Regions from separate parts of the Ovis aries genome. Here region 2 is linked to region 1. Evidence: chromatin contacts called from public Hi-C data. All regions are on one chromosome and are shown on one strand. The core of a region is the stretch at or near the end of the contact, and the rest is flanking DNA. Distances in the headings are between cores, read along the strand shown. Region 1 has its middle 100 kb from the start of NOD1. Region 2 has its middle 16 kb from the start of ZNRF2.

The links. Hi-C and Micro-C count contacts between places; a contact is called where the count stands out from the background.
Region 2: a contact with region 1 is called in a Hi-C map of liver, with 5 times the contacts expected there. The contact joins two enhancer-like sites. A contact is called at or near these places in 7 of 16 Hi-C or Micro-C datasets (hypothalamus, liver, muscle and 3 more).

What each region holds. Positions count from the first base shown.
Region 1 is chr4:67,455,308-67,461,491 of ARS-UI_Ramb_v3.0, forward strand. No RefSeq gene overlaps it. Among named protein-coding and RNA genes, the nearest start is that of NOD1, 100 kb to the left of the region's middle. Within about 2 kb of position 1,689, at least 5 of the 54 cell types and tissues checked have an H3K27ac peak or open chromatin away from gene starts, as enhancers often do. A contact at or near this core is called in liver, where this site is marked.
Region 2 is chr4:67,603,173-67,609,855 of ARS-UI_Ramb_v3.0, forward strand. No RefSeq gene overlaps it. Among named protein-coding and RNA genes, the nearest start is that of ZNRF2, 16 kb to the left of the region's middle. Within about 2 kb of position 1,614, at least 40 of the 54 cell types and tissues checked have an H3K27ac peak or open chromatin away from gene starts, as enhancers often do. A contact at or near this core is called in liver, where this site is marked.

The DNA.
Region 1 (6,184 bases), core at 439-2,938:
TGGCTGAAATCACCATCTGCAGTGATTTTGGAGCCCAAAAAATAGTGTCTGACACTGTTTCCACTGTTTCCCCATCTATTTCCCATGAAGTGATGGGACCAGATACTATGATCTTTGTTCTCTGAATGTTGAGCTATAAGCCAACTTTGTCACTCTCCTCTTTCACTTTCATCAAGAGGCTTTTTAGTTCCTCTTCACTTTCTGCCATAAGGGTGGTGTCATCTGCATATCTGAGATTATTGATATTTCTCCCAGCAATCTTGATTCCAGCTTGTGTTTCTTCCAGTCCAGCATTTCTCGTGATGTACTCTGCAAATAATGCTTATAATAATGCTAATAGCAACTTAATTTTTGCATGTCATTTTTCCCTATTTTGCCTACATGGAGACTTTTATTACTGTAAAATACATGTAATATACAATTTATCATCTTAATCATTTCTATACATTTCAGTGGTATAAACACATTCATATGTTGTGTAACCATCACCAATGCCCATCTCCAGAATTACTCTTCTTATAAAACTAAAACTCTATGCTCATTAAACATAATTCCTCCTGGCCCCACTTCTGGCAACCACCTACTACTTTCTTTCTCTATGATTTTGACTATTCTAGTTCCCTCACATAAGTAAAGCCAAACAGAGTCTTTCTGTGACTCTTAGCATGATGTCCTCAAAGTTCATCTATGTCAGAATTTCCTTTTTTAGGAACAGTGAACATTTATAATTTATTTAGTTTTCCCACAGTTATTAATCTTTATAATTATCATTTGTATTGTATTGTTATGTTAATTTGCTTAATTATGTCCCAGGTATTAGACATTCAGGTGTCCAGACTGGCTGTAGGGATGATTATTATAGACATTTCTATGGAAGTAAAAAAGTTTCTTTAGGATTATTTCTTTGGAGTGGGATTAGCAAGTCAAAGATTCTTGCTGTGAATTTTAATTTTTTTTTTCAATCTACATGAATCCATCAGGTTTAGGAGTCTAATAAATGGTTTGGAAGTGGGTGGAAGTTAGAGAACAATGTACTATCTCCTTTGAATAGGAATGAGACTCCCTGCCTTGGACCTGTACCCTAGATGGCACCCAGGCCCTGCCCACACACACAGGGATGCTACCGCCACAGACAGGCCCTGGTAAGTTCAGCCTTCTTACCATGCCAGTGAGGACACTGGCTCAGAGGGCAAAAGAGACTTGCCCAAGGTCACACACATTATCTGTAGAGCAAGAACTAGAACACAGGCCTTCTGGCTGGCTTTATTTTCCCTTCTGTTCTGACAGTCTGTAACCTCCAGTTCATTCTCCAGTTGACCTTTTTTTTTTTTGCCAAGCCTATTAAACCTGATCTCAATCCACTAGGGCAAGTTAAACAAAATGAACTCTGCTCCCCAAGGACTTAGGTGGGGTATCTTAAGTGTTGCTCTGGGAAGTCTGGTCTTATTTTTATATACCAATGATGCGAAAAGCTCCAAAACTCGGGACTCCTGTTTTCAAGTCTCACTGACTGACAGTCTCAAGGTGAGGAACACCCTGGAGAATGTCGGGTGACCCAAGTCTGACTCTTCAAAGCCCACACATCCTCTGCCAGCCACAACCATGGGACTGGACCAAAGGAAGTAGGTGTATTCCAGAGACCTGGGGAAGGTCATACTGGGATTATTTCCATCACAAGAGGGCAGCATGTATCCAGCGATTAGTCCATTACATAAGTGGCCTGAAGGATTCAATTGTGTAGGGGGTGCTGATACTGATCCAGTGTTCTACTTACATAAAAATCCAAAGTACATGGTGTTAAGAGCAATTTCATTGTCAGTGCATTCATCCATGACTTCAAAGACACTGTTAAGTTAGGGAGAGAAACAGCAGAGTTACAGCCAGGTCTGTGGGTACTGAGGGTCTGGGTTCAAATTCCAGTGCTGCCACTTGTGTGACCTTGGACAATGACTTAGCTTTTCTGTCCCTGAGCTTTCCATCTGTAGTAGTACTGCTCCCTTTGCAGGGCTGTTTGGTTACGAGGAGTAAATTAATAAATATTTTTATAAAGCACTTAAAACAGTGTCTGACATGTAGTAGGGCTCTAGAAGTAGCAACATTTGTTATCTAATCAGACCTTTCCCCTCTAGCACGACCTTAATGAGCATCAGAGATAGGGCAAAAGGAGGAGCAGTGCTAAGCCATCATTCCCCACCTTGAGAGCCCCTCTGAAACAACACCGCCATTTTCAAACTGACAGCAGTGTCTAGACTTGTAAGCAACTCAGAAACCAGAAGCCAGAGGCTGAATACCTATGGGATAAGAACTAAGCTTCCTAGGTGGCATGAGCGATAAAGAACCCTCCTGCTAATGCAGGCAGACCTAAGAGGTGCCAGTTCGATCCCTGAGTTGGGTAGATCCCCTGGAGGAGGGGACAGCAACCCACTCTTCTTGTCTGGAGAACCCCATGGACAGAGGAGCCTGGTGGGCTCTGGTCCATAGGATCACACAGAGCCAGACATGACTGAAGTGACTCAGCATGCACGCAAGAACTAAGTATCCTGACGTACCTGACACTGTCTCCATTTTTATTTTGTTAAGGAACTGCCTGTCCAGGTCCTATTCAGAAGCAGGGATTAGGCAAGCTTAAAGTCTGTTGCATTTTAAGTTGACTTCACAGATATTAGAGTGAATTATCTGGCATTCTACACTAAAATCGTATGGCTGAAGGTCATTTCTGTCTTTGATGTCAGCATGTGGTTCTGTGTTTCTAGCATTCTTTTCATCCACTTGGTTGACATAGCTACTGATCCCCCAGCCTCCAGCATAAACGAATAATGGCAGTCTTGAGAGCTAGCAGGAGAGAAGAGTAGTGATGGAGGGAGGTCAGAACAGGAGTGTGGAAGGTGGGTGGGTTAGCCACTGGAATCCTGACTCCCATCCTGATTCATACCCTCCTATTGCTGTGTCTTGTCCAGGAGCTGGCCATATGTGTCGGGACCCATCAGCTTGGCATCTTGGGCACTGCATTTGTACGGAGCCAGCAGCTCATCACCTACTGAGCAGCTCCAGGGAACAGCCCAGCTGCCCACCGCTGCTTTTAGATCTCCCAGTGGGTACTCACCAGACAATGTGTGAGATCTCTTTCCTTCTGCTGAGTCAACATATATTCCCAAGAGGAGGGCCTATTGGTGGTCAACGTTATGCTTCCATCTGAATCATCTAGTCCATTTTTCTCAACTTTTTTTCATTATCACCCCTGTAAAGAGAATTTTAAGACATTTTTACCTAATCCCCTCTTCCACCATAAAACTCTTAATACCACAAATATACTGTATTTCTGTTTAGGTACCCTGACCCTGCAGGCCACTGAATAGCTAAACTCTTTTTCCCCCACCAAGAACCAACTTTTACCTCCTTAGGGGTGATATCCCTCCTGTTGATAGTCAAACCCTAGATAATTCTTGTCTCCTTTGTCTATTCCAAGAACCCCTCTGTCAACATAAAGGCTGTTGGCCTTTCCACACATTATTCAGCATCTAATTCAAGAAATCTTAGTAGGTATAAATTTTTTCATTCATTCTTTTCACTCTTTTATCTGTCCTGAAAATAATTATATTCTATGTGCAAAAACTATGCTTATGTTACTTTGTAAAAGGGGAACAATCCATCCCAACAGGGACAATTACAGTCTGAAGCTTTCTGTCACCAGGAGCTTCAGAGATGAACGTCTATGGCATGTCCCCAGTGACTGCTGGCAGGCTCTGGGTAGATCTTGAGGCCGACCAAATGTGCCTTTGCTGTTACCCACTTCTCATTCTCACTTCCTGGTTCCCCCACCGTCATATCCTCTCCAAGAAACCCAGGAATATCCAGAATTCCCCCTTTGAAAGAGAACCCAGGCCTCTGCCCACTCCAGGCTGCAGACCTCCCACATCAACCCTCCCCACGCACTATTGCTACACTCAGCTAAATATTAAAACATTACACGGATTCAAGTAATTCAGAATAAAATGGAACTAATAGGATTACCTCTGTCAGATGGTTTACATTTCAGAAGAGAAGCTGGCTGTTCAAAATACTCTCCAATGAGACACATAAGCCCAGAGAAACTTCAGATCAAATTAACGTTCATGTTCTCTCAGCTGTCTCCCCCCATGACCCCAGAATGAATCCAGAACATGGTTGGCTCTTCAGGTCTGATCCCTGCAGTATCTTGGCAGAACTGAGAAAGTCCATCTGTCTGTCCATCCATCCAGCTCACAAATATTGAACACCTACTTCATGCCAAGCACTCTGGAACTGCTAGGAATACAATGGTGTCATGTCTGGGACTGGATTTTGGCCTATTCACAAGTCAGAAGTTAGACACTGTTTCATGGAAGCTAGCGTGAGACCTGAGCCTCCTGGGTCAAAGACACAGTACTTCATTATTGACAGAACAACAGACAGCCAATGATGAATAGAGAGGTCTCAAGAAGGAGATTACACTGCTGCTGAATGTTTCTGTAAGTCAAAGTAAATGCCCATGCATTTAGTGACACAGAGGTTATGGGTCCCCTTAGTAACAGCCGTTTTGTTAAACTGGAAACAGGGAAGCCACTGGAGCGGACTGAGAAATAACTGGAAGAGGAAAATACCTTTCCAGAAATACCATGTGAAGCAGAAAGACAGGACAGTGGCTCAAAGGGGATATGGAGTCTAGGGAGGGTCCCTCATCTGACTTGAGATGAAAGTGTTAGCCACTCAGTCGTGTCTGACTCTTTGCGACCCCACGGACTGTAGCCTGCCAGGCTCCTCTGTCCATAGAATTCTCCAGGCAAGAATACTGGAGTGTGTTGCTATTTCCTTCTTCGAGGGATCTTCCTTCTCCAGGGATCAAACCCGTGTTTCCCATATTGCAGGCAGATTCTTTACCATCTGAGCCACCAGGGAAGCCCAACTTAAGATGAGAAGGAGCTAAATGTTCATGGTAAAGATGGGATGGGAGGGAAAGGTGAGTACTAGAGGAATAAGGAATAAATGAGAATGCGTGGCTCCTGAGAAGGCAAGGAGGCTGGGATCTCCAGCACAGGTGACAGACTGGCTTCACATGGGAAGAAGGGCTGTGCCATTTCAAGAGGAAGTTAAGACAGTGCAGACAAGGTGTTAATGCCATGGTCTACATTTACTGTTAAACAATTATCTCTTCAGAGGGTAACAGGAAAGCAAAAACAGAGTAGAATATATTTCTTCTAAACGTGGAAACATTTTTCAGGAGGATTTTTGCTCATTTCAATTCCTTTGTGTTGGAAAAAAAAAAAAGGTATTAAGTAAGAAGCATTTGCAATCTTCCCTCAAATACCTGTCCTCAGGAGGAAGGCTGCAGGGCCCATCATTGCTGAACAGAAAAGAAGGGACACCAGGAGGATAGTGGCATTATGGCAAATTCCTACAGAAAGCTCTCAAGATTCTAGGCCCTCTTCTAATTATTTATAGATACTCATTGTTTCTTCACTCCTCACAACCATTTGGAGGAGCCACAGAGAGTTTAAAAGTAATTTGCCCAAGGTCACACAGTAAGAGAGACAGCAGATACGCCAACACAGACAGTCTGGCTCCAGAGCTGTATGTTTAACCACTTATACTGGCAATACGCTGCTGCTAGTCGTAAGGGCATAACAAGGAGATGACCTGTAGATGAGCAGAGACAAGAGGCCCTCGTGGGAGAGACAGGAGAGAATCTGGGGCAGATGAGAGAAAGGAGGGAGGAATGAAAAGAAAAATGGGATGCTGAGAGAACTGGGGAGAGAATGCCCGTCCTCCGTATTTACCAGGAAAGGTCTCAAACCTACAGAAAACCTGAAATAATAAGCAAACACTCATATCCTACATACATTGACAAGTATTAACATTTCATCATATTTGTTCTACCTTAATATATTTTTGATATAATTTTTCTATCTGCTATAGCATTTGAAAGTCACTTATATACATCTTGAAACTTTTATGTCGAGGCTTCAGCATGCATCTCCTAATAGGCAGTCTCCTACAAACCTGAGTTTCTGATGTATTGGTAAATATTTCATTCTCATATATAGGTCTGAAGAGTAATTAAAAATATTAAATTGTCAATTATACCTCAAGAAACCTCAAATTTTAAAAAGTCATTATGACTTCTTCTAACCGGCTAGCCACTGAACTGAGGGTTTTTTTTTTTTTAATA
Region 2 (6,683 bases), core at 364-2,863, 150 kb after region 1:
AATGAGGTGGATGAAACTGGAGCCTATTATACAGAGTGAAGTAAGCCAGAAAGAAAAACACCAGTACAGTATACTGATGCATATATATGGAATTTAGAAAGATCGTAACAATGATCCTATATACGAGACAGAGAAAGAGACACAGATGTAAAGAAGAGATTTTTGGACTCTGTGGGAGAAGGCAAGGGAGGGATGATCTGAGAGAAGAGTATTGAAACATGTATATTATCATATGTGAAACAGATCGCCAGTCCAGGTTCAATGCATGAGACAGGGGGCTCAAGGCTGGTGCACTGGGATGACCCAGAGGGATGGGATGGGGAGGAAGGTGGGAGGGGGTTTCAGGATGGGGAACACATGTACACCCATGGCTGATTCGTGTCAATGCATGGCAAAAAAACACTACAATATTGTAATTAGCCTTCAATTAAATAAAATTTTAAAAATAATAATTTCAAGGTTCCTTATAGATGAAAAAGGGAGGAGGAGAGGAGAGGCACTAGATATCAGTGTGGATTTTCCCGACCACCACCCTCTCTGCTCTCCAGGAGATATACCAGACAGCATCCTGGGTCCTTCCCCAAGTCCTGGCAAACACAGGGCTATTTTCAGAACTGTAATTTCACCAAATATATACTTACATATTTTGACCTTTCAAAATGATACATGCAAGAAGAGTGATACAGTGCAAGAAGAACTCAGTGGGCCATTGCTAAAGACAGGGGGCTACAAGCCAAGGAACGCTGGTAGCTTCTCGAAGCTGGAAAAGGCAAGGAAATGGATTCTCTCGAGATCCTTCAAGAGGAACACAGTCCCACCAACATCTTGGTTTTAGTCAGTGCAACCCATTTCAGATTTCTGACCTCTAATACTGCAAGACAGTAAATTTGTATTGTTTTTAGGCAATTGTTTGTGGTAATTTGTTACAGCAGCCAAGTGTGTTAGTCAATTGTGTCGGACTTTTTGCCAGGGTCCTCTGCCCATGTAATTCTCTAGGCAAGAATACTGGAGTGGGTTGCCATTTCCTTCTCCAACAGCAGCCATAGGAAACGAATATATTGATTGTTCTTTAAGACTTCAGAAGCTCCCTGATGACAAACTGCATTAAAAAAAAATCTAATAACCATGGCCAATGAAATTCTTATGTAGCTAGTCATACATATTTTTTCTTGGCTTCCTGCCCTATTCACGAGTCATGGGAGCATAAGATGCTTGATTTCCTGAAGCTAGGTATTACAAGTATCTGAGATCGCACGCTGCTTTTGAAAGACCCTAAGTGGAACACAGCTGGGACTTCCCATCACCTGCCTCAAAACAGCGTGGTAAGCTGTCTTCCAAATGCAAGCACTGAGATTAGGTCATAGCATTAAAAAGAACAGCCTTTGGTTCAGGGTTTCTGTGTTTTACAAGAGCTCTGAAAAGTCAAAATATGTAAGTATATAATATATTTGGTGAAATTACAGTTCTGAAAATAGCCCTGTGTTTGCCAGGACTTGGGTAAGGACCCAGGATCTGGTGCATCTCCTGCAGAGGCGGTCGGGAAAGCCCACACTGACATCTAGTGATCCAAAACTGCACTGCTAAAGGCTCCAAACCTGAAACAGTTGGCGTCAACCGGTTCCTCGTTTTCGTTTTCGATGCTCTTACCCTCCTAGACAGCTCAGGACTCGGCGTCGACCAGGAGACTGACCAGGTGACGTCAGCAGTCGTGGGCGGGGCCAAGGCGGGTTAGGCTCCTTTACGCTGTGTGTGTGTGTGTGTGTGTGTGTGTGTGTGTGTGTGTGTGCGCGCGCGCGTGCGTGTGTACAAAGTTCAGCCATCTAAGAATTTTGCATTTTGTTTTGAGAAATAATCATTTCTGCGCTCTATTAAGCTACAAATTTTGCTTCTAAAAGCCTTTCGGTGCTTCTGGTGACCAGACCCTTTAGTGCCAAATCAGTTTAAGAGCATTTACGTTTTCAAGGTACACAAAGCAATCGCTTCGGCTCTGATATCGGGAGCAAGGAATAATCTGGGCCAGGGAAGCACAAGTGCAGCAAGTACATGCCTTTTTTCGCCCCTGGAACTTTATCTGCCTTTGATCTTCATGAGCTATGTAGCCTAAAGCACAGAAGAAACGGCAAAGAATGCCCCTTACATTTCACTTTTTTTCTCCGGATGCACATGGTGAAAATAAGTCAACAGAGTTACAATTTCTATGTTTCCTTACTGCGGGCAAAATTAGAAGCAAGACTGGGTTTTGAAGGCTGTTGCAGTAACTCAAGTACAAAATGATGAGGGCTGCACAATCATGTGAATACACTCAACTGCCACTGAGCTGTACACTTAAAGATGCTTTAAATAAACAAGGTCCTACTGTATAGCACAGAGAACTATAATCATTATCCTTAAATAGTAATGGAAAAAAGTATGAAAAAGAATATACGTATGTGTAACTGAATCACTTTGCTGTTTGCTGTATAGCGGAAATTAACAACATTGTAAATCAATGATACTTAAAATAAAATTATTTTAACGATTAAAATTTTTGTTATGTATATTTTACCACCAGAAAAAAAAAATTAGTAAGAGGCTGACCGGCATCAGAAACAGTGGGAAAGGAAGAGTCTACAGGGCTAATGAAATGATTGGGTGGAGATTTGTTTTCATTCCATGGGCAGATTGTGAACAAATAATAAACTCTAGAAGATTAATGCCAAAAAACACTCTTACAACTGTCTGAAACAGTGTGGAATAACTTCATCGGATTTTACAATGAAGTGTATTTTTTCCATACATTTAGAACATTTTCTTTTATGGCATAAAAATACCAAGCTTCAAGCAAATCATACAGATGGGAAAATAAAATGTGCTACACTAAAAGCACACAGATTTAGCAGAGAAAGGGCAAAAAGAAAACACACACACACATACACACACAAACACTTCATGAGGGATCTCTGATTCAGTTTTGAGTGTCAGAAGTAAGAAAGAGATAAAAAAACATTTCCAGAATTGAGTTCTTTGTAAGCCAAGCAAAAACAAAAGCGATATTTAAATAGGAGGAACTTCAGACATGACTTGCGCAAAGAGCAGATTCACAGGTTTGGAAATGACAATTTGTTACTTTTTAGAATTTGTAACATATTGAAATTATGATTCATTGGCATTCCAGGGAGGAATTATGAGAGATCTGGAATTTCTTCAGTAAAATGCAACATTTCTATTAACATTCAGATGTACATCTACAGAGTTTCTCTAGTATGTCTTTTAACACACGTCATTAGTTCAGTTCAGTTCAGTCGCTCAGTCGTGACCGCCTCTTCGCAACCCCATGAACCGTAGCACTCCAGGCCTCCCTGTCCATCACCAGCTCTCAGAGTTCACCCAAACCCATGTCCATTGAGTTGGTGATGCCATCCAAGCATCTCATCCTCTGTCGTCGCCTTCTCCTCCTGCCTTCAATCTTTCCCAGCATCAGGGTCTTTTCAAATGAGTCAGCTCTTCGCATGAGGTGGCCAAAGGATTGGAGTTTCAACTTCAACATCAGTCCTTCCAGACTGATCTCCTTTAGGATGGACTGGTTGGATCTCACTGCAGTCCAAGGGACTCTCAAGAGCCTTCTCCAACACCACAGTTCAAAAGCATCAATTCTTCAGTACTCAGCTTTCTTTGTAGTCCAACTCTCACATCCTTACATGACCACTGGAAAAACCATAGCCTTGACTAGACGGACCTTTGTTGACAAAGTAATGTCTCTGCTTTTTAATATGCTATCTAGGTTGGTCATAACTTTCCTTCCAAGGAGTAAGGTCTTTTAAGACACGTCATACTACTAATAAATTTTGCTCTGTTTCTTCATGCCTGCCCCTCTCCAATGACTGGGTGATGTGAAAAATACTGTCAAGACCGTTAAGGCCAATATGGCAGCTACAATTAAGATTTCATTTTAATACAGCAGGATTTTCTTTTCTTTTATTAGGATTTTTTTCCTACTGAATTAAAGTTATTTGATAATAACTAATGACTTTCAGTAGTAAAAGAGTTTCTTCTGGAGCTCACAAAGAACTGAAAAAGAATAATTTGAAAACAAAAATTTTTTAAGCCCCATCATTCAGAAATTTTACCTAGTTTGATACACATGAACTTTAGAGAAATGAGTTTTGGAAAGCAAGAGTATCTCCTCGAGGAGTTTTATAAACTCAGTCACTATGCAGGGGAAAAGCAAATGTCTGTTGTCTTCAATACTCAATATTAGAGTGATAATGACCTATAGTCAAATTTAAAATAGTGATGACTTGATAAAGTGAATAATAGAAACTGTCTTGTTTTTCATAATTTAGTGTAATCAAGCTAATGGATTTTTATACTTTTCCTAACTACTTAATGGATATTTTATGATGAAAAATAATTATCTTTCTTGTCAGGCAAGATATAAAGAACCCAGATTTCCTCATTTGAAGAGTGGATAGCATCAGAAATAAGTTTATATCTGTTGAAGCAGTAATTCTAGGCATTGATCTACGGTATTGATCTAGGCATTGATGCAGGTATGTGATGAAGCCTTCACAGTAAACTAAGAAAAATTAGTTCAATGCAGCACTTGCTTTCTTATCTAGAAAAAGCTAAATGTCTTCCAACAATATGATGGTACCTCCAAAAATTAAGCATTCAATTACCATATGATCCAGCAATCCCACCTCTGGGATTATACTCAAAAGAATTGAAAGCAGTGACTCAAACAGATTTCTTCACCCTGTTCATAGCAGCATTACTAGAAATAGCCTAAAGGTGGGAGCAACCTGTGTTCATCTGTGGATGAATGGATTAAAAGAATGTAGTATATACATATGATAAAATATTATTCAGATTTTTTTTACTCGAACAATAGACATTTATTTCTCACAGCTCTGGAGCTGCCAGTAGACCTGGTGTCAGATGAGAGCCTCCTGATTTGTAAATTACTATCTTCTCATTGTATTCTCACATAGTGGGGAGCAGAAGACTGGAAAGGAGTCGGTCACGAAAACAAACAAAAATACTGTGTGATTCCTCTTACATGAGGTACCTAGAGCAGTCAAATCCATAGAGACCAAAAGTAGAATGGTGGTTGTCAGGGGCTAGGGGGAGGCAGATATTATGAGTTGTTAAGGGGTACAGAATTTTAGTTTGGCAGGATGAAAAATTTTGGAGGCTGCTTACACAATAATTGAACATAATTAACATTACCCAACCGTACACTTAGAAATGGTTAAGACGTGAAATTTTCTGCTACCATATTTAAAATTTCTTAAGGCTTAACATATTCATTTCACAAAACTTTCCTTTAAGATTATGTGCTTCCTAATCTTACGATAATTGTAGAGAGCAGTAGTTTGGGGAATTTGGTGTTTTTTGGTTTTTTGTTTGTTGGTTTTTTTGCTTATTTGGGATTTTTTTTTCCTTCCTTCTTTGACACAATGAAATATTGGCACCCTGATATTAATTCCCAAACTCATTTTGAATTTTTATTCACCTGTGAAACCTAGAAGGTGGGGAACCATTGCTGAAGAGATCAGTGGTTCTCACTTTTGCTTTTCCTGCCTTTCCCACAGCCTCAATAGGGCATACTGTCAGCTGGCATTTTGGCCTTAAAAGGGCAGGGTGCATATCAAAAGAGCTGGGAGTCATGTACCTTAGATAAAGACCCTGGGTGATTCTAACAGGGCCTTCTCCCCACACCCAAATGGCAATGACCGCTTCCCAAACCCAGCTAAACTGAGAATACCTGCTCAGTAGTATTAATATATCCAGGATATTTGAGTGGGGTAAGAAAGGACCTTGAATATTCATTGGAAGGAATGACGCTGAAGCTGAAGCTCCAATACTATAGCCACCAGATGTGAAGAGCCAACTCATTGGAAAAGACCCTGATGCTGGGAAAGGTTGAAGGCGAAAGCAGAAGAGGGTGGCAGAGGATAAGATGGTTAAGTAGCATCACCAACTCAATGGACATGAATCTGAGCAAACTCTGGGAGATAGTGAAGGACAGGGAAGCCTGGCATGCTTCGGTCCTTGGAATTCAGACATGTCTTAGCAACTGAACAACAACAAGAAAGGGCCTGGATACCTCATTCATTAATTCACCATCTGGACTTCTGCACAGGTCTATGCCTTAGTCTGCCAGAAAATGGGTAGAATTTATAGGGAAGGCAAGTCCTTCTTCTGAAATATCCAACAACTGAAACCATACAGAAGGCTTTTTTTTTTTTTTTTAAATTTCTGGTACAAATCCTTCACACTGGAATTTGAACACATTTTTCTTTACTCTTCCAGGCTGTTATTTCAATATTCTAGGTTATTTTTTCCTGCAAGGGAAAATGGAAGGATTTAAGTCTGGTCTTCCAAACTGCAGATGTGACCCATTAGTGATGTATAAAGCCAGTTCAATTAGGCATGACCAGTATTTATTTTTTTAATGAAGGAAAAGAGTATTGAAATACTAGAAAACATCAAAGTGCATTACATATAGTGAAGGTAAATATTACCTCATTGGATTCATCAAATGATCTTTATAATCTGTTATGGCTTCAAATTCTATGACTCTCCCTTTCATAGTAAATACAGAACTCTCCCTTCACCCATACCAGCTTCCCACTCCCCTCAACAAATCCAGGGCTTCCCAGGTGGCTCAATGGCTCAATGTGCCTGGAAAACCCCATAGA